Regions from separate parts of the Zea mays genome. Here region 1 is linked to region 2. Evidence: chromatin contacts called from public Hi-C data. All regions are on one chromosome and are shown on one strand. Each heading gives the region's core, a stretch centred on a gene start, on an enhancer-like site or on the middle of the called end of the contact. The rest is flanking DNA. Distances are from core to core; before and after follow the strand shown. Region 1 holds the start of LOC100273361. Region 2 holds the start of LOC113633878.

Region 1 (7,828 bases), core at 651-3,150, 310 kb after region 2:
CACTGTGAAACTGCACTAACCAAAAGTCGTAGACATCTGTTTCAAATCCTTGATGCACATATTCTCTTTCTCTGGATTGATCTATCATTCCCAACTTCGGAGCATACCCTCCAAATCCTGATCTCCAGTCTAAAAGATTTCTTCTCCATTTCACTTGTTCCTCGCCTCCAGCAGAGTATCCACATCTCGGTCCCAATATCTTATTGATCAGTACTAAAACCAACATGGATCGATACGATTTTATCTTGATTTTTTGAGAATAGAATCGACACCATAGAGTACAGATAATCTGTAGGAAACAGTCAGCTTTGATGAGTTTTAATTTAGCTGCAGAGTGTTCTGTAGGGCAATTGATCTTCACAGTTGTATAGTTTGAAACATCTAAATTATAGCTGCATCTTGTTCCTTTATGGTTAGCTGCTTTCTTCTCACAAAGCTCATATTAGTTGTCAAGGGTTTTCCAAAATCCTTTGTTGTTTATGGTATGAAGTTAAACCGTGAACTTGGTTGTTCTGTTCCCTCCAGTAGAATCCAGGAATAAACTTGGCTGCTATTGGATCAACAAACTTTCTTTCATTCTTATTAGATTTTGATATACATTCCTTGCACTGGTTATTGAATGCTACTAACTATTCGCTATGGTGATAGTAGATTAAGGAAAGCATGTGCTTAGATGTTACTTTCCTGTTAATATATTTTGTAGAATAAAATTGATCCAATCTTTAACGTTGTTGTGTGAAGAACTGTGCTTCTAAATTTTAAACATGTGTTTCTCTGCAGTCTCTCCTTGGTCTGGGCTGAGAGTATAGTCTATAATAAGCCTTATTCGTGTTTTATGTAATGTTGATTTTGTACTAAATGAAACATCACTGATAGGTGCAACCTGTATGGAAATCACCCGACCTCAGAAAGGCCCAACAGAAATCACATGCTTCTTTACCTCTGGTGTCCGTGCTACTGGCCCAAGCCGAGGGCAGTCTTGGCTCCAAAACCAAGTGGGAAAGAAACCTTCACCTCAAATGGTTCTCATGGACCCTAGGTATGAATTGAACCAACCTTCGAATGAAAGCTATTCGGTTTTTAGTCAGATGTTTGGTTGGAGTCTCAATGCATTTTTCTATTTCCCGTTTGGTTGTGTAGAATTGAGGCATGTTGAGGTGTATGTCCAAATACATATGCTGGAAAGGTAGTATATCGGCTGCAACTGTTTGTCAGCAGAACCAGCTGGTGGAGACGATCCAGAGCCCCGAGTTATGGTTGCTTTAGACAATTCATCTGAACCCGTCCTGTCCCAGGTAATATAAAGCTCTGCTATAACAAATATACGTGTAGCCTTTTGTCACGGGTATCATCCGTGCGCATTCTAGCAGGCGACGCGTCCGTTGTATGATGCTCGTGCTTTGTCGCTCCTCCACTAACAGTGTCAACCGGATTACTCCAACATCATTTTTTCACCAAATGTGAGCATGCTAAGAACTCTGTTATATCTCATCCTTGCAGCCCTCACCCAATTAAGCAATTTTGATGAGCAAGACAATGTCCCAAACACAATCGTGGGAGCAGCGCACGGACATGTACATGAGCCCCTTCGTACCTATGGTTGCAGTGCAGTGGTAAAATAACTAGATTAAAATAATGAAGTTTATGTATAGCTATGGATTTTGAAACATTTTCTCATAACAATGTAACACATTTATACATAACTTGTTGTGTTAATATGTTTCCGTTGCAACGCACAGACACTCATCTAGTGATACAAAAGCCCCCGTCATTACCTTTGACTTGTCCGATTGTACTAAGTTGGGCCAATAATACCAGGCCCAAAGGCCTAGGAGGAAGAAGATAAGGGTGCCCGTTTCTCTCCTCGACGACGACATTCTCAACTCTGAAACGGCGATGTCACGGCTACTCCCGCCCGTGCTCTCTCCTTTACCGGCGTTCTCGCTGCCGCCGCCGCTTCTTCCTCGCATCCACATCCGCACGTCGGCGGTGAGAGGCGGTGCGGCGGAGAACGCGATGGCGTCCGGGACGACGGCGAGGGAGCGGCGCCTGGTCAAGGTGCGGGAGGAGCGCCGCCGCCGCGAGTACGACCGGGAGCACACCTACCCCGGATGGGCCAAGTACGCAGCTTGCGCCTCCTTTCCCTCTCTCTCTCTCTCTCTCTCTCTCTCTCTCTCTCTCTCTCTCTCTCTCTCTCTCTCTCTCTCTCTCTCTCTCTCTCTCTCTCCCTCTCTCTCTCTCACTATGTATTGGCTGGATGCCATCGTTTGTTTGTTCCGTTTCTCAGTTGTTTTCGTCTCGGCCTTCTATTCCTGTCGAAATCCAAATGCTTGGCTGCTGTTTCTTAATGCCGTGATATGGTAATGCAGGGTACTGGAGAACGCCTGCAGGGATGATGAAGAGCTCCGCGCCATTCTTGGTGATAGCATCGGCAACCCGGAGCTCATGAAGCAACGGGTAAGTGCTGTTGCTGAGTTCAATTCTTTTGCTCTTCCTATTTCGCTGTTTTACTGGGAGAATTTGCTGACCCTGGTAAACAGTACTCATGCCATGCCTTGTGTACTACGCGATTCACAGATCCAGGAAAGGGTGCGCAAGAAAGGCAGGGCCCAATTCAATAAATCCAAGACAGGCTCCATTGTTGCTTTTAAAGTCAGCTTTCGAGAGTGAGATTCTCACCCGCTATAGTCACGTTTGTGTTTCTCTGTTTTCCATTTCGAAGGATCAGAAGTGGAGTGTGCTAATAGTTCCTACGGCACATATGATACTGTGATAGGATCAGCTTAGTTGGACTACCTGAGCTGAGCTGCTAAACACATGCTTCTAATGAAATGGCTCCATGTTTCTGTAAAAATATACATTTGCACATATCTTTTGATTCTGTTTAACTTTAATGGCCTTGGATAATAGATGATCATCTCCTCACTTTACATCCTCAACCAACTTGTATTTACATGCTAAAACGTTTGTACCTCGTTTATAAATCCTAAACTAGCACATGAAGACGAATCAACACTCAATAACTCGGTGTCTGGATTAATGGCACTCACATTTCACAGGCAATAGATTTGATGCTTGTTGTCACCCCATTTCTTCCCTTGCTCTATGTATGTCTGATTCTCAGTCCAAATGAGCTGTGCCAATGTCTGAATATTCATGTTTTTTTTCTTGTTTATTCCACTTTCAAATGTAATAGATCTTAGTTCTTGTCTTCCGTAGAAGCAGGGGGTTTATGAAATCGTTGTTTTTTTTTTCTAAAACGGAAGAGCTTTAACAAGTTAAGCTTGAATGACATTTGTTCTTTTATTGTTGCAGCTTTAACCCATTGAATTCTTTCATTTGGTTTGAGCTCTTTGGAGAACCAACAGATCGAGATGTTGACCTGCTTGGTGGTGTAAAGTGGCATTGTACAATTTCATTGGATTCTCCTTATTCAGAAAACAACATACTGTCTTGACGTGAAGTGTTCTTTACAGGTAGTCCAAGCTTGGTATGTCATGGGAAGGCTAGGAGCTTACAATTCTTCAAATTTGCAGGTTGGGTTCATTCAAATTTATCTTTTTATTTCCTTTGTTGGCTACTTAATTCGTCAGTTCTTTCGAGAACATGTAACGTTGCCAGTTTCAATGTCAGCTGGCCAACTCAATGATGGACTACGACCCTTCATATGATTCTGAAGAAGCTTCCACAGTAATGCCATCATCTTTCCATGATATCAGTGATGTTGAGTTCCAAGACAATTGGGCCAGGGTTTGGTGAGCGTTGGAACCATTTGGCAGTTTGGGCACTTGTAAAAGGATATGTGCAGACTCTGAAATTCCCCTCACTGTTTTTTCCTTTCAGGGTGGACCTTGGAACCTCGGATTACCTTGGCTTGGATGTATTACTAAACTGCTTAACACAGTTGAGCTCAGAGTAAGACATATTTCACTTATCATGTAAAATACACTTGCAACTTTGTATTCCTTGAGCACTAGCTTTATGATATGACATCACTTCTGAGCGGGCCACATGCATAATGAAATGCTGTATATTATTTTTCAGATTTGGAAGCATTCCTCCTTATAACTCAGCCTTGTTGCCTTGACTGGTTCTGCAGGCACTTGGGTATCAAACAAGTGGTTTTTGGAGGCAAGAAAATGGGTGACTGGGAAGAGGGCATGACGAGCTCTGATTATGGATACAAGCACTTCAAGATATGATAAATTTACAGGTGACAAGCAACGGTGGTGATGCAAGGCTGGCCGAGAAATTTGATCAAGACTGCATGCATCTCGATGTGCCCTTGTATGTAAATAAATAAATTGTCATGGGTTTTATTTTATCGTCGTGATAGCAGTGAATTTTAACTAACAGCTCAAGGCAGGCTAGCAGAATAGAAAAATATAATATGGATGCATGTCTTGTTTCAGACACGTCTGTTTCTTGATGATGATGATGATAATGATGATGATTCTTGCAACGTCAGGAAAACTTGACGAGTCAATCAGGTGTTTTTTTTACGTATTGATTAGGAGAAAGACGAAGTAAACAAGGTGTCACAGTTGATCACATTCTTAAACTTGGGAACAAGTAGCAGACAAACTAACTAGTAGCATGGTGAAAGGCATTGGCACCTGCATTTTTCATAGTATTCCACAAGCTGATACTAACATGAGGTCACAAGTACACCGCTCATCCCATCCATGCATATTTGCCGCCGCCACACCCACATAATAGATCAGCTCTCGTGGAACCCTAAATGTTGCACAACTCTACAAAGAAAACATACAAGTTCAGCCTATACACCACTTCCCAAATCAACGAAACAAGATGCCGATCCTTGCATCCTCGCTAGCTACTGGTCCTCTCCATGCTGTTGGTCCTAGCATTCTCTCGCATCTTCTCCACGATGTGCCTCCCTTTCTCTTCGATGGTCCGCCTCTTCTCCTCCAGCTTGTCCCCCATCCTCTTCCCGAAATCCATCATCCGAGCTCGCCTCCCGCTTTTTCGCTTCGCGTCCTCTCCAATGGGTGATGCTGACACCTGCGGCTGCTCCCCTGCTGGTATCACCGCCCTCCGAGATGTGGACATGGGAGACATGGCTATACCTTCTGAAGCTTCTTCCTGGAGTTTCTCTGTGATCAACAGCGGTTTCCTCAGCTCATCATTTGCATCGCTGTGGGCAGATTCACTGCCTGGAGCAGATGAAGACTGGCCGTGCAATGATGCCTCTGCCTTGGGCTCTTGTTTTGCCTCGTCAATGGATGCCACTACTCTCGATGATTCCTCACTCCCACCATCCTTCAAGCCACCTTCCTCGGACTGAGTTGATGCTGTAGCTGTGGCATGGATTCTCATCTCAGTGGGCTCATGATTTAGCCAAATAAAAGGAGCATCCTTGCGAGGTACCCAATCATCCTTTTCAGCCAACATCCACGGCATGGAGATGCTTTCACAATTCGGAAGCACTAAGCTATCTCGAAGCGAAGCCTGAACAGTGAACCATGTTTTACAATCAAAACAACTTTACCAAAGCAAGAATATGCTCAGAGCAGAAGGTGCATTCGGTACCTTGAATCTGTTACCAATAAGTGCAGCGATATGACTGTTGGTGATTTTCCTATCCCCAACAGAAGATTCCAAATCCCATTCTAGATCAGGCATTGACGTAAATCCATACCAAATTTGATCAGAAGGAGGGGGCTTCATTTGTATCCGCAAGATACCTCGAACAGATGAAATCCTTATTGCCAGAGAAAGAGGAACCTGCAGAGGAAGGAAATGCATCATTCATGTGAAGTACTGACTTTCTAGTGGCACTAATAATATCTAAGCTTTTGAAATCAAATGTCCTATTTATGGGGACTCGTATGATGCACTGGTAGAGCCCAGGGTTGTGGGGGGTCAATAAGGTCAGGGTTGAAGACTGACTCTCTCATAAACAAATATCACACTGTATTGCCATTTCTAATAACTTTCTATGCTTTCATCAGGCATAGAATGTATTGAAGTCCTACTTAATACTTATACAGTTTTAAATACTTGAATCAGCACCTATCAGGACAAAGGTGACATGATGCAGAAAATTGCAGCAAAGCACATGGAGATAGAGGGAGGAGCAAACCTGTGAGACATGGTCGGCTATTGAGTGCAGGATAGTTTTCCATCTTGATATATATGCTGAAGTCCATCCAATGCTCTTTGACTGACTTGAAGCATCTGTTACACAAGCATTGAACTATCACACTCATGGTCCAAATCGAAGTATGTTGCATACGAGTTTTTACTCTTTTCCTTTATATTTCTCTCAGCTCAGTACTTTGTCACAAAGATAGCAAACTAAAGAAAGGAACTGTGAATTCTAGTAATAAATAAATTCTAACAATATTAACAGTCACCCAAAGGACTCTGTGGACCACACATTCTAGCAATGTAATATCTTAAGTATGCACAATCATAAATAAGAAAAAAAAAGGATAACATACTCCTTACGATAAACAAGGCAAAAATTAATTAAACCATTTGGCAGAAAATAGATTATATGAAGTTGTCTTTATTGTTCAAACAACCATTGAGTCACTTCACTAGATAAAAACAAACAATGATTCCAGTAGATATATTATTAAACAGGGAAACACATAAGAAACTAAAAGAGACCTGCTTCATCATTCTCCCCAATTGAAGAAGCTGAATTGTGCGAGCCTTTAAATTGGTTACCATACTGTTCAATACTCTCAAGAAGATCAGAATCAACATCTCCATTAGCATCTGCTCCAAAATTACTTTTCATGATGTCCTTTTGCAACTCTGGTTCCTGAACCTCAAGCCTTGTTTCAATGTGCAGCAGTATCCCACCCGAATACTCAAAGTCAACTTCAAAGGCCCATAATTCATTAAGATCCAGCGGAAGGACTCTCATCGCATGCACATAAGGTGGAAGTTCTCCAAGGCTAAAGTCCGTAAGTGTAATTTCACCCACGTAGGTGGGGGTCCTCATATTTGACAAAGTCCTCTAACCAAACAAAAATCAATTAACAAAAGCTATTGGTACAAGTGTATATGAAATGAGCAGTATATCGAACCTGAATGCGTGCTTTGATGGCCTTGTTTATCTCATCACTCATTTTAGCATCGAAAAACAACCGTGATGACAGGAGGTTCCAACAAAGTGTGCCTTCATCCGCAACTCGGTCATCCGCATTCACATCAGGTGAAGTTGAAAGCTGTCCAATTTGATTCAATGCAGCAGGCGGGGCAGTGGCTTTTACAGTATCTTGCGATGAATTGCCACCAAGCTTGTCCTCTTGTGGACCTATTAATGCTTCAATAAATGGTGCACCCTGATAGCTGCGCAATTTATCAAGTATCTTTTTTTCACCTTGCACTGACATTCCTGAACTTGTTTTGCTCTCTAAGGCAGCCTTCGTAGATGCCTTCTTCGCCAACTTCTTGAGGAAAAGACGTACTTTTGAAGACCCATCAGTCTTTGATGTCTTGTCCATAACCTCATGATCCTCACCAGAGAGTATTGGAGGCTTTAGAAAACATGGGTATTCAGAATTTAATGATGATATGTAATTGAGGAATTTTTCGCTCAGCTTGGCATGCCAATTTAATTTTTCCTTGTCAGCAGTAGCTGCAATACGGAGTGCTTTACACCATGATTCCTTCTCCCAGGAAGTGTCTGTATAAAGATAGCACACCTTGCTTCCATTATAAATCTCATTGTCCTTGCTTTCTAATTTTACTGGGAACCTCTTGGCCCTGATAATTAGCAACAGAAGTAAAGTTGAGTCAAGAGTGAAGTAATATAAGTCAATGATCACAATCAATCCTAAGGAACCTT
Region 2 (7,599 bases), core at 4,848-7,347:
AAACACCATATACTTGTGAGCAATTGGTCATGAAACTATCACATAGGTTCCATTATTGTTACATGTCATTATGGTCACATAGTTTTTAACTATTAAATGAAATTACAACATAAAAGGTGCTTCTTATATTAAGATCAAAATAGTATCAATATCCTCCATTTCTCTAGTATTTGGATGGTTGGCGAACTCCTTGCAAAGTCAGAAACCTGTTACCCTTTACCAAAAATAAATCTCTTCCCAAATTCAAAAGCCACTCTCAATCATAATCAGCCCGTTGATAAGCCACAAATAAAATTTTTTAATTCAAATTGACTCTTTTTGGTCAACATTCAGTTTCGTGTGTAGTAGCTAGTAGGTGTTGTTATTATTTGTTTCTGATTGTGGACCTTTTCTGTTCTTTCTTTTATTGATATTTCTACAGCATCATGTGTTACAAATTTGACACTTGGCTAACTATATGCTCACATCTTTTGCATGGACATGGTGCTTATCTCCACCAGCGATTCCTGTTCTGTCTATGTAAGCATGTTTGTCTTTAAACGTTATCACTGTTCAATGCTGTGCATTGTGCTGGTCCAACATTTATTCTTAGTAATCAAATGTTCCCTACAACTCGCAGTTACTGTTGGTGCATTTATTCTTATCACAGTTGCTATTTAGGCTTTTTTTTTTGCAACTACAAGATTATTGTTGTTACACCTGTCCCCATCTTTGATCCTCCTAACATGGTTATTCTAGGTCATGCTTGGTTGCTTAATTGGATATCACCTAGTTCCTTTAATGAATACGACTCATGGATTCCTTGAAATATCTCTAAGGATTTATGGTTAAAACATATAGCTCATATGAAATTGCATGCCTGCCTACAACTTCAATGTAGTTAACTGATATACATGTGATGTAGATAATATTCAGTATTTTGTTTGTATCATGTATCAGGAAGTCCGCGGTTGTTCCTAAATGCAATGTTCTTTGGAACAACTCTTGTTTGAACAATTTTGTATGCTTGTATTTCACATAGAAAGGTCTTGTTCACATCTAGCCATGACCTGATAAATTACAATCACCAGGTTTCTCACAGAACTTCTGACAGAAGATTTGCCACGTCTCTTTGTGCGGCCCAAAAAGATTGTCCTTGATTTTCAAAAGGGGAGAGCTATGGGACCTGTTTCAGGAAGTGTTGCAAGTGATATAATTCAAAATGTTGCAACTGACCTGATCCAAGAGGGGAATAAGGACTTTGTTGGAGAGCTATCAGTGACACTAGTTGATGCTAGAAAGCTTAGCTTTGTCTTGTTTGGTAAGAGGTCTTTGTTTGCCACTTGAATTCTACGATTCATGAAGAGATTTAGCATCTGCTTATTCTCCCTCCAGTGACAAATAAATGACGTCTCGACCACAGTGACACTGTTTCCAGGACACAACTTTGACTGCTAACTTTTGTTATAATATATTTGAAACATATTGCAAAATTTGCAATTATGGAACATTTTTATATAAAAAACTACTCATATCATTTTTTATATCAGAATTCAACAAAACCAGAGCCTTTTAGTCTCAAGCAAGTTGGGGTAGGATAGAGTTGAAACCGAACAAAAACCACAAGTCATTGTTCATGCACTTGGATTGTTGTTTTCCATGCACTGCTATTCAAGGTTAAATCTTTAGGTATTTTGCATCCTTTCAAGGATCTTTTTATGTCTCTTCCATGTCAACTTCGGGCTTTCCATGTCTCTCTTTTCATTGCTATCGCTCCTTAAGATCCAATTATGCACGAATGCCTCTAGAGGTCTCTTGAACATGTCTAAACCATCTCAATCGGTGTTGGACAAGTTTTTCTTCAATTGGTGCTACCTCGAGCCTATCACACATATCATTATTTCAGACTCGATCCCTTCTTTAATGGACACAAATCCAACACAACATACACATTTCTGCAACATTTATCTATTGGACATGTTGTCTTTTGTAGGCCAACATTCTGCACCATACAAAATAGCAGGTCTAAACGTCGTCCTATAAAACTTGCCTTTTAGCTTCTGTGTTAGCCTCTTTCCATGTAGAACGCCATATGTTTGATGCTATTTCACCCCCCTGCTTTGTTGCTATGGCTAACATCCTCGTTAATATCCTGTCATGATATAAACATCTAGAGCATTCATTCTTTCTACTCCTTAATAATCCTTTGGACTTGTTCCACCACCAAGTATCTTTAGCTTCACATCCACTCCCTTTGGTTGCTCCACACACCTTTGAGGCGACCTTATAAATGAAGGTTTCTATCTTCCCTTACATATTATTTGTGTTATCTTCTTCCTTCCAAGTGCCCTCGTTGATTGCCCTTTTTTGACGCCTCCTATTTCAGTTTCCACCACTTTGTTCTCGCAATCTTGGCTTGTTTATCCCTACGAGCACACACTTGAAAACAAAAGACCGACACCACAAGCTTACGTTGAGAGACAACACATTCCCCAGGTATCACCTTGCAATCCAAGGATGCTCGTTCTGCTTGTTTATCCTCTCTTCTTGTGAGGACATCAATTCAACTTGAGAGTATTGGCCATTACTATATGTCAGTAGATGAGATTCCTCTCTTCCTAAAGAAAGTGTTCGTTGTCAACAAGTCAAAAGGTACCGCAAAGTCCAAGACTTTCTCTCCCTCCCGATTCCTACTACCATACCCAACACCTTCATGCCCCTTGAGGTCTCCTCCCATGAAAAACTTCTCACTAATAGGTATAGTTCTAACAATGCTATCTAAGTCTCCCCAAAAAGTCACTTAGCACTCTCATTGGGGGTATACACACTAATTACGTTTAAGATCAAATCACCTACGACAAGCTTGACTAAGATAATTCTATCTCCTTGCCTTCTCACATCAACCACACCGTTCTTGAGGCTCTTATCATAAAAAAAATCCTACCTTATTTTTGTTTGCACTTGTCCCTATGTACCAAAGCTTGGAGTTGATATTGTCCACCTCCTTCGTTTTCTGACCCTTCTATTTAGTCTTTTGGACACATAAGATAAACTCTTAGTCGCTGCTTCAACTAACTTCTTTAACTTACCAGTAAGCGGCCCTACATTCCAACTACCTAAATGGTCGACTAACTTCTTTACCTTTTGCACCCGTCAATGATGTGAAGGCCCTTGCTCATTTTTCACTACATTAGGGCGATGATGTAGCGCGCCATTAAGAAAGCAGCGATCCGATTCTTGCTCATTTGACACCGTGCCCAAATCACGACACAATTTGTCACCAAGAGGGTGCTGATCTGGCCCTTGCCCATTTAGTACCATACCCTGGGTTCCAATATGGTGCATCGCTAAAAGGGTTATACCCCAACATTTTTGGGTTCTGTCTCAATTAGAAATGCTAGGTTTAACATTAGCTTGCCAAGGCTATCATAACTCTCCTTTACCAGGGCTTGGGACCTGCTATGTTGAGACAATATAGATGATTTTTTTATATCTAAACTCAACATATAGAAATATTTTGTAACCAAACTCTGGAATGGCTGACTTCAAACAGCCTAAAAATGCTATTTATTTGTGACCGGAGGGAGTAGTTAAGACTTAAGAGCCGATATCCAGCTCATCAATTGTTGTATTAAGTAAGAAAATGATGTGAATGGAAAATTTTCTTTTGGTAAATGAAGTCCAAAAGTAGAGTACAAGGCCCAACATTTTTTTGGGCCGACGTAAAATGACTTACATATTTTCTAGGTTCGGCAAGGTTTGTTTTAATCCTGTCCAAAGTAGCATAGCATCTTTTTCAGCTGGCTATATTTGCTAAGGAATTGGTTGAAAGGTTAATATCTCGACTGAAAGAAGCACATATCTGAGTGGTACTACCCTTAAGTATGGTAGCTCTTAGTTCAGCCAAAATTATGCGATAAAAAATACCTGTACAAGCTGGATAAAGCAGAAGTAAGAAAAGTCGACTCCTTTTGCTATGCTACCATTTTCATGTCGAGTTTGACACTACTTCTCGTGCAGGCAAGACAGATCCTTATGTTGTCATGATTATTGATGATCAAGTAATAAAGAGCAAGAAGAACAGTCAAACAACTGTGATTGGACTACCGGGAGAACCAATTTGGAATCAAGTAAAGCTTCAACTCTCTGAACACGTGTGTTTTCTGAAGACATATTTCATGCACGATATCATGCTTATAGATACAACATCAAACAGGATTTCCATATGCTTGTCGCAAATCCTCGCAAACAGAAGTTGACCATTCAAGTGAAGGATTCAATTGGTCTAACTGACATCACTATTGGCACCGGAGAGGTAAATTTGAGTGTGTGCAGAAGGCTTCCTTTTTGCAATGCCATTTATATTTGATATACACTACTGTGTCTACTATGCATAGATGGAAGACAGGTGAATAGGTCTGGTTTTCCTTGTCACCCTGGGCATGTTTTGATAAGTTGGGATGGGGGTTTCTGACAGTATTTTTGTCAGGTGGAGCTAGGGTCACTTAAAGATACAGTACCTACGGACAAAATCGTGACTCTATATGGAGGATGGGGTTTGTTTGGGAAGCGAGAGGCTGGGGAAGTTCTACTTCGGCTGACATACAAGGCATATGTCGAGGATGAAGAGGAAGAAGACGAGGCGGTGAGAAGCGAGATTGGTGCGGGTTACGCCTCAGACGAGGATGTGCTGGACTACGTTAGTGGCATGAGCAAGGGGACTGATTTCGTGGGTAAAGAAAGGGAAACTTTCATGGATCTTCTCGCCGCGCTGCTGGTGAGCGAGGAGTTCCAAGGCATAGTGTCATCCGAAACAGGAAGCTCGTCAAGAGAAGGTGAGCAGGCAGGCAGTGGACCAGAAGGCACAGACAGCGTCACTGTCCCTACTAGCGCTGCGGCGGCTGATACGGAGGCATCCACCGTGCCAAACAGCTCCACAGGTGAAGCTAATGTTGTGTGGTCTTTTATATCATGCATGATCTGCTTACCATAGTGACTAGGGGGCTCATGTGTTGGGCTTCAAATCTAGCTTACCTAACTTGCTTGGTACTGAACGGTATGACGTTGGTTGGGTTGGTGGCTTTCGTGCAGATACGGCTCTGGTGTGGCTGGCGGCCATAACGAGTGTGATGGTGCTGGTGTCCTCCAACCTCGGTGGCTCAGGCTACTTCAACCCGTGACCGTGAGTGAAGGCAACACTGGCTGTAACTTGTAAGGGTGACAACAAGAGAGTTCTCTTCTTGTTCTTTTTTTTTTCTTTTCTTTTGGAAGGCTAGTGAAGAGAGGCAACTGTGTATATTCATTTTTGCTGTCACCTCCTTCCGATTTGCTGAACATGGACCAGGATTTCTCCTGCTCGCGTCGCGGCAGGGGTCATTGCCATCGGTTACTGTTTCCAAGGCAAATGCGATTGTAGTTGTATCGTTAAAAAATATACCAAGAAAATTTAAGGCTGCCTTGTTAGGCATCAGCTTATGATTATGACGAGCTGTTTGAAGTACTTTTTTTTTTGGCTAAACAGGCCTTTTTGCGAATAGCTAATCATTCTCTCACATAGGAATAAGAACGTGATGAGATCAAGTTTAAAAAAACATTTTTTGCAGTTTTAACTCACACTTGTGGATCCTATATAATATGTTTTAATGAACTCATGAGATTTCGTGAGACCATAAATTCTACATGTAGAACTGTTTTGTCAAATACTGTAACAAAAGAGGTTTAATTTCATTGGTAAAGCTGTTTGTAGGAGTGAAGCTAACAAAACAACTCCATAATAAAATTAAACAGAACTTCATATTGTTCCAGTAAAAAAATGTAATGGAACTTTATATGTTCCAACAAAAAAATTGCAATTCGTTTTTTTTATTGATAATATTGTGGCTACCAGTACAGCGCTAGATGGATCACATGTATCTTATTTTTTCTGCGAACATGAAACGTTTACTTTTTCTTTGTTGGTGGTTACCGGTACAATGTTTGATGGATCACATTTATCTCATGAAACGTTTAATTCTTTTTGGTGTTGGATACCGGTACTTTTTACGTGATAAGCATAGATGGATTGCATGTACAGGGGCCACTGGCTATATATAAACAGAGGGTGCTGCTAGCACTCACTCCATTAATTTCCAGGGATGCACGCAGGCAAGGTGCGTCTCTCTCTCTCTCTGCTACATACATCCATTCAATGTCTTTCTAGTTAATTATTGTTTTTTTTTGTGGAATTTTGCACTTGGAAAAATGCCACTCCACTGCACATTCTCAGTTTAATTTGGAGGATCAATGGTAGCTAGCTAGAGCTACTAGAGACATACATGGCGGATCCTCTGGTGCGAGCGCGACCCAAAAGGAAGAAGGTCTTAGCGGACTACTTGGTGCGACTCCGATGGATTCCTGCCCTCTTCGTGGCCCTTCCAATATCTGCGCTGATCTACCTGAGCGTCTTCCTGGTGAACACGTGGTCCGCCATGAAATCCGAGAAGCGTCGACAGAAGGAACACCAGGAGAACGTAGAGGGTCGTGAAGCGTCTCAAGGAGAGGGATCCGAAGAGGGACGGCCTCGTCTGCACCGCGAGGAAGCCGTGGGTGGTCGTGGGCATGCGCAACGTGGACTACAAGCGCGCCAGACGCTTCGAGGTCGACCTCTCCGCGTTGAGGAACATCCTCGAGATCGACGCGGAGAGGATGGTCGCCAGGGTGGAGCCTCTCGTCAGCATGGCCCAGATAACCAAGGCTACCTGCCCCATGAACCTCTCGCTCGCCGTGGCTCCTGAGTTGGACGACCTTACCGTCGGTGGTCTGATAAACGGCTACGGGATTTCGGGGAGCTCTCACGTCTACGGCCTCTTCTCTGACACGGTTGTCTCCATGGAGGTCGTTCTTGCGGATGGGCAGGTCGTGAGAGCCACCATGGACAACGAGCACTCCGACCTCTTCTATGGCATGCCATGGTCGCAAGGCACGATCGGGCTCCTGGTTTCGGCTGAGATCAGGCTCGTTCGTGTGAAGGAGTACATGAGGCTCACGTACACTCCTGTCAGGGGCACCCTCAAGGAGATCGCGGAGGCTTATGCTGATTCGTTGTTCCTGCCGGCAAAGGTCCCTGACTTTGTGGAAGGGATGGTGTACTCGTCCTCGGAGGGCGTGATGATGACGGGCGTGTATGCCTCGGAACAGGAGGCGAGGAGGACGAAGGGCAGCGGCAGGATCATCAACCGTGTGGGCTGGTGGTTCAAGCCCTGGTTCTACCAGCACGCCGAGACGGCTCTCGAGAGGGGCGAGTTCGTGGAGTACATCCCCACGAGGGAGTACTACCATCGCCACACCAGGTCCCTGTACTGGGAAGGGAAGCTGATCATCCCGTTCGGCGACCAGCTCTGGTTCAGGCTCCTGCTCGGCTGGCTCATGCCGCCAAAGATCTCCTTGCTCAAGATCACCCAAGGCGAAGCCATCAGGAACTACTACCATGACAGGCACGTCATCCAGGAGACGTGCTGCTGCCCCTTCACAGGCTCAGCGACGCGCTGGAGTTTGCTCACCGTGAGCTGGAGGTCTACCCAGTGTGGCTGTGCCCGCATCGCCTGTTCAAGCTCCCCGTGAAGACGATGGTGCGGCCGGAGC

The links. A called contact is a pair of places that touch in the nucleus more often than the background predicts.
Region 1: a Hi-C map of endosperm shows a contact between it and region 2, with 2.5 times the contacts expected there. The contact joins the promoter of LOC100273361 here to the promoter of LOC113633878 in region 2. A contact is called at or near these places in 7 of 25 Hi-C or Micro-C datasets (ear, endosperm, leaf and 2 more).

What each region holds. Positions count from the first base shown.
Region 1 is chr4:174,542,838-174,550,665 of Zm-B73-REFERENCE-NAM-5.0, forward strand. LOC100273361 reads left to right here and starts at 1,901. Exons shown (of 8, transcript NM_001147800.1): 1 at 1,901-2,120; 2 at 2,370-2,457; 3 at 2,578-2,666; 4 at 3,316-3,394; 5 at 3,477-3,536; 6 at 3,634-3,755; 7 at 3,844-3,915; 8 at 4,100-4,410. The coding sequence starts at 2,017. The coding sequence ends at 4,202. LOC100279080 reads right to left here. Exons shown (of 7, transcript NM_001350277.1): 3 at 7,065-7,746; 4 at 6,640-6,994; 5 at 6,107-6,201; 6 at 5,554-5,748; 7 at 4,572-5,472. The coding sequence ends at 4,834.
Region 2 is chr4:174,227,434-174,235,032 of Zm-B73-REFERENCE-NAM-5.0, forward strand. It overlaps LOC113633878, which reads left to right and starts at 6,098. Exons shown (of 2, transcript NM_001150333.1): 1 at 6,098-6,493; 2 at 6,495-6,535. The coding sequence starts at 6,294. The coding sequence ends at 6,535. It overlaps LOC103654090 (tricalbin-3), which reads left to right. Exons shown (of 8, transcript XM_008680890.4): 3 at 501-519; 4 at 1,071-1,300; 5 at 4,000-4,109; 6 at 4,196-4,294; 7 at 4,469-4,919; 8 at 5,071-5,460. The coding sequence ends at 5,159. It also overlaps the pseudogene LOC100276578.